Regions from separate parts of the Bombyx mori genome. Here region 1 is linked to region 2. A link is a contact called in public Hi-C data. All regions are on one chromosome and are shown on one strand. Each heading gives the region's core, a stretch centred on a gene start, on an enhancer-like site or on the middle of the called end of the contact. The rest is flanking DNA. Distances are from core to core; before and after follow the strand shown.

The links. A called contact is a pair of places that touch in the nucleus more often than the background predicts.
Region 1: a Hi-C map of middle silk gland shows a contact between it and region 2, with 1.8 times the contacts expected there. The contact joins the promoter of LOC101747111 here to the enhancer-like site in region 2. A contact is called at or near these places in 2 of 7 Hi-C or Micro-C datasets (middle silk gland and whole pupa).

The regions. Positions count from the first base shown.
Region 1 is chr9:9,650,455-9,656,784 of ASM3026992v2, forward strand. It overlaps LOC101747111 (zinc finger MIZ domain-containing protein 1), which reads left to right and starts at 4,078. Exons shown (of 10, transcript XM_021346545.3): 1 at 4,078-4,214. The coding sequence starts at 4,078. LOC105841311 (a long non-coding RNA gene) reads right to left here and starts at 2,978. Exons shown (of 2, transcript XR_005245002.2): 1 at 2,788-2,978; 2 at 1,781-2,692.
Region 2 is chr9:9,588,476-9,594,804 of ASM3026992v2, forward strand. No RefSeq gene overlaps it. Among protein-coding and RNA genes, the nearest start is that of LOC134199371, 46 kb to the left of the region's middle. Within about 2 kb of position 2,781, at least 8 of the 8 cell types and tissues checked have open chromatin away from gene starts, as enhancers often do.

The DNA.
Region 1 (6,330 bases), core at 2,828-5,327, 63 kb after region 2:
AACAACGAAAAAAAAACCGTTAACATTGTTAACCTGTGGCAATTAAACAAGAGAATTAGATTAGAAACAATGAGAAACCAGTCTTGGGGGCCCAAAATCAATATCAAGTTATGTGTAAGTACTTGGATGCATGTATTTACAATTTTGATACATACCATATTTACAAACGGAATATAGAGTTAAAACGACGTAGTGACTAAGACTTAAGCTAATTTTTAAGCACCTAGAAGATGGCTATGCAGGAAATGATTAACTCACGATAGAGCTAAGATATAGTGAGCTATTTAGCTCTGAGCCGCTCAGATCCACTCCGAATAATCTTAGGATATTGATGAGGCTGTATATGTGTATGATATTGATGTTGTTATTGGCCAGTGCAATTGCAGTACTTGAGCTGCTGATCGTACGTCACGTACGCACCTAGTTAACAGTCTAGAATACAAAGGTCCTATTAATTCCGCATTTCCGTTTAATTTTGTTGCTCTGGAGTTCATGGGACTGAAATACATTTCGATGAAAAGAGATTATTATTAAAATCTAGAATGAACGCCACGCCTCATAGAGCTTTTTTATATGAAGTTTTTTTTTATTATCGAATAGCTAGCTATCTGCTTTTTTTCCTACTTATTCTAGCAACCTCGAGGGGTTATACTAGAATCTCAGAATTATTAGGTGAGTTCGCGGGGCCCAAGTCTGACGACGTTGCTAACACTAAACTTAGCAAGAGCAGTGCTTCGCAGAATCCACCGGATCGGAAACGCGACCCACTGAGAAGATCCGGAGTGAAACTCAGTGGGCTGTCTGTGGGTTAATTTACTCGTTGAGCCCTTCGTCGCAAGCGACGGGTGCGATGAGAACAATGACCGGTGCTTGGGGCACCTAAAAGCACCGTTAGTGGATCGGCAGGATCCGAAATAATGTGTTTAGGGCGACATCGAATGTTTAGGATTCTGTGCGCAGGATTGGGAATGTAGTTGCCGGCGACCACCATGAGAGGAGTCTCGTGCTTTGCCGCTTTTTCGAAATGGCGCACTGATGCTGACTGTAGGTAGCTACTGATGTACTGAAGGTCCAGGTCGTCGTGGAGATCCACGTTCCTTACGTAATACCACAGTGCTCCAACGGCTACATATCCTGCAAAAACGGGATTGTATGATTTGACGGGGTTTCAAGTGAGAGAGCACTTGCATAAGTCATGACTGGACGTATGCAAGTTTTTTAGGGATAATTCACTTCGCTTGCAAATCATCGGATAGAACTGAGTCTGCATTTGCAGCTGTAAGTACACTTTCAATCTGATTTACTGGACGAGACATCAAGGAACGCTCATTTTAGAAAAAAAAGACAACTCGGTCAAACAATTAACGTGCAACTTCACAAAAACATTAGAAACTTACATTGTCACAAAACAATGTTAAATTAAACCGAACGAAAGTGCGGTATACGTGCTTTTATGTACGTAATGACATGATTATCAACCGAACAGTCGTCATTAACTGTATCTGCACTGATAAGACTTCCAACACAACAGGAAAAATTGAGACTCGACACGTTTTAATCGCATTTCTAACAACGATAAGGTAAAACGATTGAGAAAGAATTTCGTTTGAGAAAAATTCAATTACGTAGTTACAATTCCTTGTTAACGTTAATTTAAAACACTTATAAAACTAATACCAAAATTTATAGATAGGATGGATGAATTTTATTTAATACACGGAAAACCTTTTTGATAATATTTATGTGCACCAATATTGTCTAATAAATTAAAGACCATTCAGAAATTTAGAAATTAAAGTAATTTAATCGACTTTTTACTATAATTACTATATTATACAGATATACTCAATGAAAACCTTTTAATACTGTTAAGAACATAATTAATCACGTACGTACTAACTGACATAATATGTTCACGAGACTTCCACTATGAAGGAATAAAACAGCGTGAAAAAACCAAATCTGCAAAAGTTCTAATTTGCATAACTACTGGTAGCGTCTTATGAGCCCAAACGGGTAGATACTGTCACACTGCCATTTCTGCCGCGAAGCTGTCCGCTTTGAAGTATGGGACAGCCGTTCTACATGACATTCATGTAATGATGCCTCCAGTAACGGTTGAGCGCCAATTAAGCCGCGAGCTCATTCATCGGTCTAAGCAATATAAAACTAAATAAAGAAAAGCATCAGAACGCGGACGAAATAATCAAATAATGCGCGTGCGATATCGGTTCGTGCGCTTTCCCGACTTTCCAGTTAAAACAACTATGCGCAGCAAGCCGCCAATAACAGAGTTATTCGGATCCAAATATCTTCCGATTTTATGGGTTCATTAATCAATTAACTTACTGAATAGTAAACGCACATTTTTAGAAGCAGCCTTAGGCCCAGCATAGTTATTTAAAGTAAAAATTTTAACGAGTAACTCGTTTAGTCTTCATTTCTAATCAAACGAAAAGATCCCATAATGACATCCACTACAAAAGATTATAATTTGAAAAACGTGCACCTTCATCGCGCCCCGGCAAGGACAAGGCAGGACAAGTCACACGTCCTCTATCGTCATGCGCAGGTAGCGGCCAGAGGACGACATGCCCATTGTTTACCGTCGCTAATTATTATGCCTCAACGTTCATGTTAGTCGACCATCGTCAATCTTAGCAAAAACTCGATACAAATATGCTCCTACTACCTGAAACCGATATAATGTGATCTTGGATGTTTTAAATTAACAAAACTTCAACGGTTCAAGATAATAATGCAAAGCCACTTGATTCTAATACATACTAAAGGGGCATTACTTTTCAAAACCTCTCCGGTTCGGTGATAGAACTAATCATAGTGACGACAGCTCATTACTACTATCGTATTCAGAGTATCGCGCTGGATTGAAGAGTGAAGACCGAAGGACCGTTACGTGAAAACGTCGAGCAAGTGGGGTGGGGCAGAGCGCCGATAGAACGACGGTAACGCCCGAGCGCAGCCGATCGCAGAGTGCCGAGACGACTTACGAGCGGGGGGATGCGGGGGTACGCCACTTATAGCGACGAGCTGGCAACGTCGCGCGGGGTGGTAGCGCCCCGCGCCGCAACCTCTCACTCACCGTCGCCGACTCACCATCGCCATCATCCAGTGTTACCTTTGACGGTCGAACGTACGGTCGTTCGTCGTCGCTTCAGTGACGTCGGTGTTGAGACTCGTGTAACACGTATAATATGATGTTTCGGTGATTTCAAAATCGGGCTCGCGACAACTTATTTAATGATTGGAATACAGTGACAAATTCTGATCTCAGTACCCTGGATTTGGATATTATTTAATGTGAAAGTGACAATTGATTTTGAAGTTTTGGAACAGTGTAGTGACACAACTCAGGATTACTTTAGTGGAAAACGATTATGGATAAGCATAACTAGTGCGCACCAAGGATCTGTGACAGTGATTTTTAAAAAGTAAATAAAAGTGATTTTTTAAAGAAATTTATTTGCAAAGTCCCAAAGTTTAACATAATTAATTATTTAATCTAAATAAATATTTTTTTAAAAAAACTCGTAAATTAAAAACAAAGTACCTGGCCCTTATATCTACCACCTGTCGCTAAATGGCACACGTTGGGATGTGATACCTATCAGCTGATCATTAAATAAATTCCGCACGCGTTCATCGACTTAAAACAAAGCAACTTAATAAATATTTAAAATAATTGCGATACACCCGAAAACAGAAAAAAAAACAGTAAACAAAATCTCAATGAGAAACTTGTTACAAAAAAATTATGTTGCATTCCTAGAAATTAATGTCTTAATTTCAATTAATATAAAGTGAATATAAAAATATCTATTTAATGTTCAAAAGTTAAACACTTAACAGTGAATGGCATAAGCGAAATTTTACTCGATGCGCGATAACAAGTCATTCTACGCTAGCGTCTGACACATATGCAAATTGAAGCATACCTGACAGTAACTTAAAAAAAAGACCATAAATCGGCCATTGACCTGAGAACTGTCATTTTTGTTCTAACGTCATTATTTTTGGGATACAATACGCTACATCGTATTTCAGGGGGTGCTTTGAGACGACAGGACGGCGAACTCTGATAGCACGGCAGGGTACGTGGGGTCAACCATTACATACACGGGAGCACCAGCTCCCAATAGTGGAAAAAGAAATCCTCTGCAAGGAACAATTGGATATCGAGTTAACGTCCCTGGGTAAGTTAGTCTTTATCTCAAAGAAAATATTAACGTCACTTAATTAATGAATACCGGATTAAATAACGTTACCCAGAATTATTTTTAATATGTTTTCAAGTACTATTGTTTTATCTTATCCGGAAGAAGTTTGTTTATATTATAACCGAACGCCGAAACGTGACTCGCTTACCTATAAGACGCATTTATATCGCGGTTCAAAATTCATAAAAATAATAATCCATTAACATAAATCTAAAAAGTGTGCCGGAAAAATATTCTCCGTAATAGATACAAATATCGTTAGTTTTCAATTATTTTAGGAGCTTTCAAATATAATTAAACTAAATTAATCGATAAATTTGTTAATGGAAACCCTAAAAATTTAAGGGTAACTAACTACCCAAGTAAGTGTGACATTGTCGACCGCGCATCGCTGCAATTATAAATGAAATGTGCTCTCCCATTCACACGTACAAATGTTTTAGGGCGCGCATTACACACACACAAACGAGAGATCGCACCCACACTAATACAAGTCGCGCACACAGCAACGATAGTCACTCACACTACTACGAACTGGGAATGCACGCGGTGACTGCATTTTAACGTTTATAATAAACACAAACAAATAGAATCAAGCTGAAAACACTGATGTCATTCAAAAAACATTGAACAAAATGTTTCTGTCATAATCACGTAGACAATCTTATATTAAAGTTTTAGTTTTTTTTTTCGTATATTCTATCAAATACGTAAAAAAAATACGAGCAGGTGCTAAGTTGACGTGCTTAACGGCTTTGTTTTGTAGTAGTCACCTCTACAAACGACATATTGTTGACGGCTGCCTCTATACAAAACCAATAAGCAAATAATAATAACATGGGGACCGAAAAGACTGTGTGAACAGGGCACAGGAAGTTACTTATTAATCAAGGGCAGAATTCGAAATATCTAACCGCCAAGAGTCTCTCAACAATTAATGTTTTACATGTTATTCGAGCAATTATTTAAGTCACATTCCACTAATTGATAATTTGTAATTATCTAACTCACCCAATTCGTTATTTAAAATCAATAATCCAAAAATTTCAATATTGTTTTGTGAATTCTAAATCAAAATGTGTCTGTAACGTTCATCTTTGTTTAATATAGTAAATGGCTTGCATCTAAACCGCTCGTAAGTTATCGTGGGAAAAAATGTCAGTAACAAACGGACAGCGGGCTGGAGGCGGATGCACTGACAGTATTGCACCACGTGCTCAATAGATTCGAACGTACTGTTTTTACAAAGCCACTTTGTTACATAGTCGTGAGCATGTGTCGACTCAACAGCTTAGATTGTTTTCATTGTTTATATAAACAGATTTTTTTGTTTTGTAAGTTCTTTACGCGACAATATTCCCATGCTGTGTCGTGGCTCACTTACCCTAGCCGCATATCGATGCCCGACCCTTCCCGACTCATTGTACAGTATTTACTACGGAGCGTTTGCCTTCGTTTGTAAACCCCGAATTCCGCTCCTTTAAACATGATTCATTCTCGTCGCAGCATCAATTGATTTATTGTGAAAGAGAGACAGACAGAGAGAGAGAGAGAGAGATATTTAAACACAATTAGACATATTAATAGAATGTTTTGGTAAATGTGATATTAAGTAAGGTTATTATTAAATTTAATTCAGCTCTTTTTGTAACCATTAATTACTTAAATGAAAACCAAACACAAAACAAAAATCATAAATACTAGTAGGCTAATACGTTTTGATTAAAATTTATCAAAATGGACACAGTAAAATGAATTTGTTAATACCGTTTTATTGAAATATGCGCACAAGCCAAAATGTGGAGTGGCCTTTTGACGGGGGTGACCAACTGTCGTCAAAAAACGAGGGTCGAACACGCTACGGCTTCACGCTGCTACGATAGTAATCTATACGACTCACAATAAACGCCTTATTTAACACTTCAAACGGAGCACGAGTACAACAAAACCTCGTATAAGCAATACCTCCAACGCCCTGATTTTTATTTAAAAAGCTTAATCCATTATACGATTATTTCGACTGCCAATTAAACAGGAATCCGACACGTCTGCGCACCATCTAAAATTAACTGCAGCCAATGTATCAAAATAC
Region 2 (6,329 bases), core at 1,531-4,030:
AGTATTTATCGCCTTTAAGATTTCGCTTAGACTATAGCCGGTTAGATTCGCGTTTCGTTTACAGCATAACTAATATTTATTATAAGGTTGATACGTTTCTGGTATTCCGTGGCCCGGCGCAAACAATCAAAGCGAAGCCGCGGCGGTGTAACTGTGAAACGGTCGGGCATTTGTCGAGCTTGCCGTGTCAATAAACTTGATTCGAAAGTGGAAGACGCTCCGACTTACATAAGCAGCCAACAATGTGAGCCGCATCGCAGAGTACGCATAGAGTCGCACGCTTGCGTCACACAACACAGACGTGTCACTACTCTGTACACGGCCGGGTCTTACGTAACATTTTACAACAACTCTTGGGCAAGCCCGTGAATTCAAATATTTCGCTTATAAATAATCTTATTAAACATATTTATCCGAATGAATACGGAATTTTACAAATAAAGTTATTATTAGATTTTAACAAAAATGAGCTCTCATAAATTGATTGTAATGTAAGGAGTAATTAGTAAGTATCAATCAAAGTAGCGTATTGGTTTTAATATTATGATGCTCTGAGAAAAATCAAAGCCGAATCATTTGGAAGCACCGTCTAGAGGTTTATTCTATGCCGCATTTACAGAGTACACGTCTCGACACGGCCACGGATCTCGGCGTTAGTCCAGTTATTTGCAAAACCGCTATTTATAGAGATCCCATAAGCAAAACATTAGACACACTCATAGATCAATTCCGTTCTGAATATTATTTGTATTGCAAAAAACAGGTTTGTCGATATTTTTTTTGTTTTTTGGAGGTACGTTCGTGTTTTGTTCAAATTTCAACTGCTGTAGTTTTCGGGGCCGCGAAATATTTAAATTCAGTCAAAATGGTCAGTTTTTTTCACTAGATTTTTCACGTCCCGCCTTTTTTTATTGCTTAAATGTGTGGACGAGCTCACAGTCCCCCTGGTTTTAAGTGGTTACTGGAACCAATAGACATCTACCACGTAAATACGCCACCCACGTTGAGATATCAGTTCTAACGTCTCAGCGTAGTTACAACGGCTGCACCGCCCTTCAAACCGAAACACATTACCACCTGATGCTAGATTGTAACCAAAGCTGTTGGATATCACAACACAATTGAAGTCGTCGTGGCCTAAAGGATAAGACGTCCGGTACATTCGTATCGAGCGGTGCAACGGTGTTCGAATCTCGCTGGCGGGTACCAATTTTTCTAATGAAATACGTACTCAACAAATGTTCACGATTGACTTCCACGGTGAAGGAATAACATCGTGCAGTGAAAATCAAACCCGCAAAATTATAATTTGCGTAATTACTGGTGGTAGGACCTCTTGTGAGTCCGCACGGGTAGGTACCACCGCCCCGCCTATTTCTGCCGTGAAGCAGTAATGCGTTTCGGTTTGAAGGGTGGGGCAGCCGTTGTGACTATACTGAGACCTTAGAACTATATCTCAAGGTGTGTGGCGCATTTACGTTGTAGATGTCTATGGGCTCCAGTAACCACTTAACACCAGGTGGGCTGTGAGCTCGTCCACACATCTAAGCAATAAAAAAAAAAAAAAAAAAAAAAAAAAAAAAATCCCGCCAACCACCTAATTGAATTGCATTTTGAGTGTCCTAACCCTAAAACCAAATTTGTTTGTGTAATACTCAATCAGATATGTTTTTAAAACTATTGAATCCTGGACACGTTCGCTGTGACTATTGTGTTTGTGCTTAACACATCAATTACATAAATTAAGGCGAATAGTGCATTGCCTATCGTCACCTGACTTGCCATCAATAATTATACAAAATACCCATAATTCTTAAAAACTATAAACTAATAGTCGATTTTATTGACATCATCATAGATGTCATTTTACGTAGCAACATGTAACAAGCCGCCAACGAAATTAACAAAATTAACCAAAATTAACAAATTGTATTATATATCCTTCAACCACTTCATGTCTTCAATTATTTGTTATCTCGACAATTGTTATTATCTCTACAAAAAAAATGCTGCTGTATTTACATTGTGTGCATAACTTTTTTTAAATACAGATCAACAAACAAGTTGTGTGGTCGAGAGAAGGCGCGTCGGCTTCATTGCCACACGGTTGCCTTTTTTTTTCTAACCTATTCTAGTAATCTCAAGGGGTCATACTAAAATTACCGAGCGATTAGGTCGGGGCTCTAACCTGACGAATTTGCTAACACTAGCCCTAGCAAGAGCAGTGCTTTGCAGAATCTACCACCGGATCGGAAACGCGACCCACTGAGAAGATCCAGCGAGAAACTCACTGGATTCTGCGTTCGTCTCTGACAATATACACCAACACCGATTCATTCAAAATGATATCAATTAACTCAGAAAACATACGACACATAAAAAAACTCTTTTTAATCATTTAAAAAACGAAACAAATTGGCTTTCTTCTTTTCATTTCGCTACTAAGCGACGTAAATACGTTATGACGATTTCATAATGATTTTGAAATGACATTTATATTCTTATTTCGACACTATCTCACTACAAAATCGCATAAATGTAAATAAACAACAAACATGTAATAGTACTGATGAATATTAAAATTCTAGTGCGCACCGATTATTTGGACAGAGAAGGGAGAGATTAGATCAATAAAAACCTTCAACGAATCGACGGGTCAATAACTAGACAAAGGCTTCAGTAAGATTGTAGTCACTTCTCGGATCGGCCTCAAATACTTTACGGTGAGTTTATTAATTAAGGCAGTCGACCTTGCGGGCCGCACATCCAAGGAGGTCGATCGACGCCGCTAGCAGCGCCCCGCGACCCGCGACCCGCGACCCGCGCTCGACCTGACTGACGACGCGCGTCTTTTCAAACGTCTCCTCATTGACCTTCCGTTATCTCAAACGGGATTGTCTCTTATCAAAATCAAATCGTTGCAATTCCTGAATCCTAGTCCACAGCACGTTACGTATATCTAAAAAAAAAAATTATACCTATAAAAAACTGTTTAAATCAAAATATACCAAATAAATCACCATACGCCGATAAACGCGCAACATAAATTTTATATCGGCGCGATGCAATTATGAACGTTAAGAGGCGAATCTACAGTAAGCCGGTGTACATGACGTATCATACATACGAACACAAACAGACCGAACGCGCAGCCGAGAACAATCAGTGGAGAGCGCGAGCCGTGAGATCACTCGAAACCGCACCTTAAGCTCATTGTCAAACCGATTACAATAAACAAACAGGACAGACGCGGTTGGAATCTTGTCAAACAGGCGAGTTCGAGCGTTGACTTATTGCCGGTAAGGCATTTTGTGAATCCGAATGCGTTCCAAAGGCGACCTTATCTGTCAGTGATAAAGTTGTAAGTGGCGATGGATTCACGTTCAGGTAAAACACGGGCGCAGTGGCTCACGCACACAGGCTTATTGTCACGTTGCCATAAATAAAAGATTCCTACAGAAACAATTGTTGCGTAGAGGTGAGCCCAGGCCTCGGTGAATGTGGTAGACACTGTCGACTAATCGCGGCGAGTCGATCGCGAAAGTGGGTGACCGCCTGTGATTGACGCGCTTGCGAAACCTCGTTCGATGACATTTACACTCGACGGACAATGAGCTAAGCCTACGATAATTATGAAATATATTTTAATATTTTGTTTGCTTATTGATTCATCTCTCTCGGGGCCAATGATAGCCGTCTTACAAATACGCAACCTTGATAGCTTCTAGTGAACTCTTATCCGCATTCAATTCAAAAAAATTAAAATTTTTGGGCATTAAATTAAGTGACCATTTAATTTCTTTTAGACATTTTTTAAAATTCAATAATAAAATAAAGCACTTTTTTCTTAATAAAAATGTAAATTGCGTGAAAATTCAAACTCAACGGATCCTCTGTTCCGAGATAACGTCGCTCTACTTAACCTCGCCACACAGAGACGCGTAAACGTGAAACAATACGGTACAGCAATACAACTTTATTCATAATCTAACAAACACAAACTGAAGTTTATTTTGAACCGTAGCTCCTAGACAGAAAGCACATTACATATTGACTGAACGGTAATTGATAATTTACGCTACATGCCCGGGCACGCACACTCGCGTACACGATATCTGCGTAAATACACTCTCGTCACTGTGTGAGAATGCCAGGAAAATTTATAATGCTCTTCGTCGTTCTACTACAATTCTCAGTTACGTACCATTTTAAAAAGTAAACATTTTCGTATGAGATTATCATTTATTTAGTTTATCTAAAATTTTAGTAAATCTTATGTGGTCTCTTGTTCATAAAAAAATTCAGCGTTATTTTCTAAAAGTCTAATTCGTTTAGTTGAAATAAAATTAAAAAAAATGTTTTTTTTTCAATAATTATTTTTTTCGATTTTGATACTATATTTATAGAACTTCAAAGTTCAATACACTATAAATTGACATCCAACAACCACCTCGCTGTAACCAATTTCAGGAAACAACGACTTGAGATCGACGTCTCACTTGTATTCCAAACTAACCCACCTTTAATTATAATACGCGGCAAAAATAACCCAGTTATGTTACCTCCCCGTGTGGGATCTCAATTACTTAAACATTATGTCTGATATATACATTCAACTGAATACACAATAACGTATAAACAGTTCTATTTCGGTTATTACGTCATTAAACGACAACAACCTTGACCTATGATTTATTGCAAACCTTTCATACAAATACACACGAACTGTTAAAATCAGTACAGAAAATGTGAATGTTTGCAAAGCAACGGTCACGCATCATAGTTCCTAATATGAAATTTATAAGCATTTTAATACAGCGTGTGTGTTTGAAGAAGACGTAACTATGGCCGATTTTATTCTAGAAAATAATATAATAAAAACAAATGCGCCTATATAACTCGCAATTCTGAGCACAATTGACTAGTCATTTGCACATAGCACGTATTGTATAACAGAATGTAACACCGACATAAAACAAGGAAAGTAGAGAAAATAGCTAATAAATTCATAATCACTTCACGATAAATAGCGTTCTTTTTACTTACAAGACTTTGTTACGCAGCCAAAATTACCATTTAGATGATCGACAGAAACATTTAGTTACTTCAAGAATTTTAAGAAGTTATTGTTATTCGTTAATACAATAATATAATTAGCCGTAACAATAATGTAATTACTGGTGGTAGGACCTCTTGTGAGTCCACACGGGTAGGTACGACCACCCTGCCTATTTCTGCCGTGAAGCAGTAATGCGTTTCGGTTTGAAGGGTGGGGTAGCCTTTGTACCTATACTGAGACCTAAGAACTTATATCTCAAGGTGGGTGGCGCATTTACGTTGTAGATGTCTATGGTCTCCAGTAACCACTTAACACCAGATGGGCTATGAGCTCGTCCACCCATCTAAGCATTAAAAAAAAAATTAAACAAAATATTGATGAGCGTAATTAGCTTATGTTGTCCAAATCGGTATCCGTTTTTGTTGAACTACGAATATTCACTTGACGCAACACGCAAAGCGGAATGTTAATAGTAACAACAAGTGAGCGCCGTTTTTATTACCAAACAACAACACCCACACTAAAAAACACCTTTATAGACAAATTAATTCTTTTATAATCTCTATAAATCACCCACGTATTTAAGGAACAGTATTTAAGTTATACAAAAAAAATGACGGTTCTCAAATTTGGAAATGCTTAAGTTACTATTTACATTAGGTATCCTTTTTTTTTTTGTCAGGAGGAAATCGCCGGACTTCCGCCCTCCACTGGGGATGGAGGGCGGGGCATGTCAGAGTCGAACTGACTAAAACCTCCTGTCGCTCAACAACCAACGTCCAAACCTCGCATGAGACAGAACTCAGAACTCATGAAGAGGCAGAGGGGGAAAGTGAAGCGTTTAGTGCGGAGCACATCTCTCCCATCACCCTCCCCCTCGGGACGCCGGTCCGGCGGTCGTCGGCGCCACGGCCACCAGCCCTCTCGGTCGGCAGGCTATCCGAAGCCCGCCTAGATGGCGCCGGTTAGAGTGAGCTATCCTACGGAATATCCCGCTGGACCAGAACCAGCGTGGGTCGAGGATAGCCGGCCTTCCATCACCCGGATGCTTTTATAAAAATCCAAAACTTTACTACTTTTGATCCAATGTTCAATATAAATCGAAACAAATTAAAAAAAAACCGTTACAAAAATAACTACAATAAAAAATAAAAAATTTTTTACAAAAAATTTTTTATCCTACTCAGGAAAGAATCAGAAATCACTTACATGTTTATGAAAACTTATAACTATAAATGAGTATGATGAAACATGTAATTTACACATCATT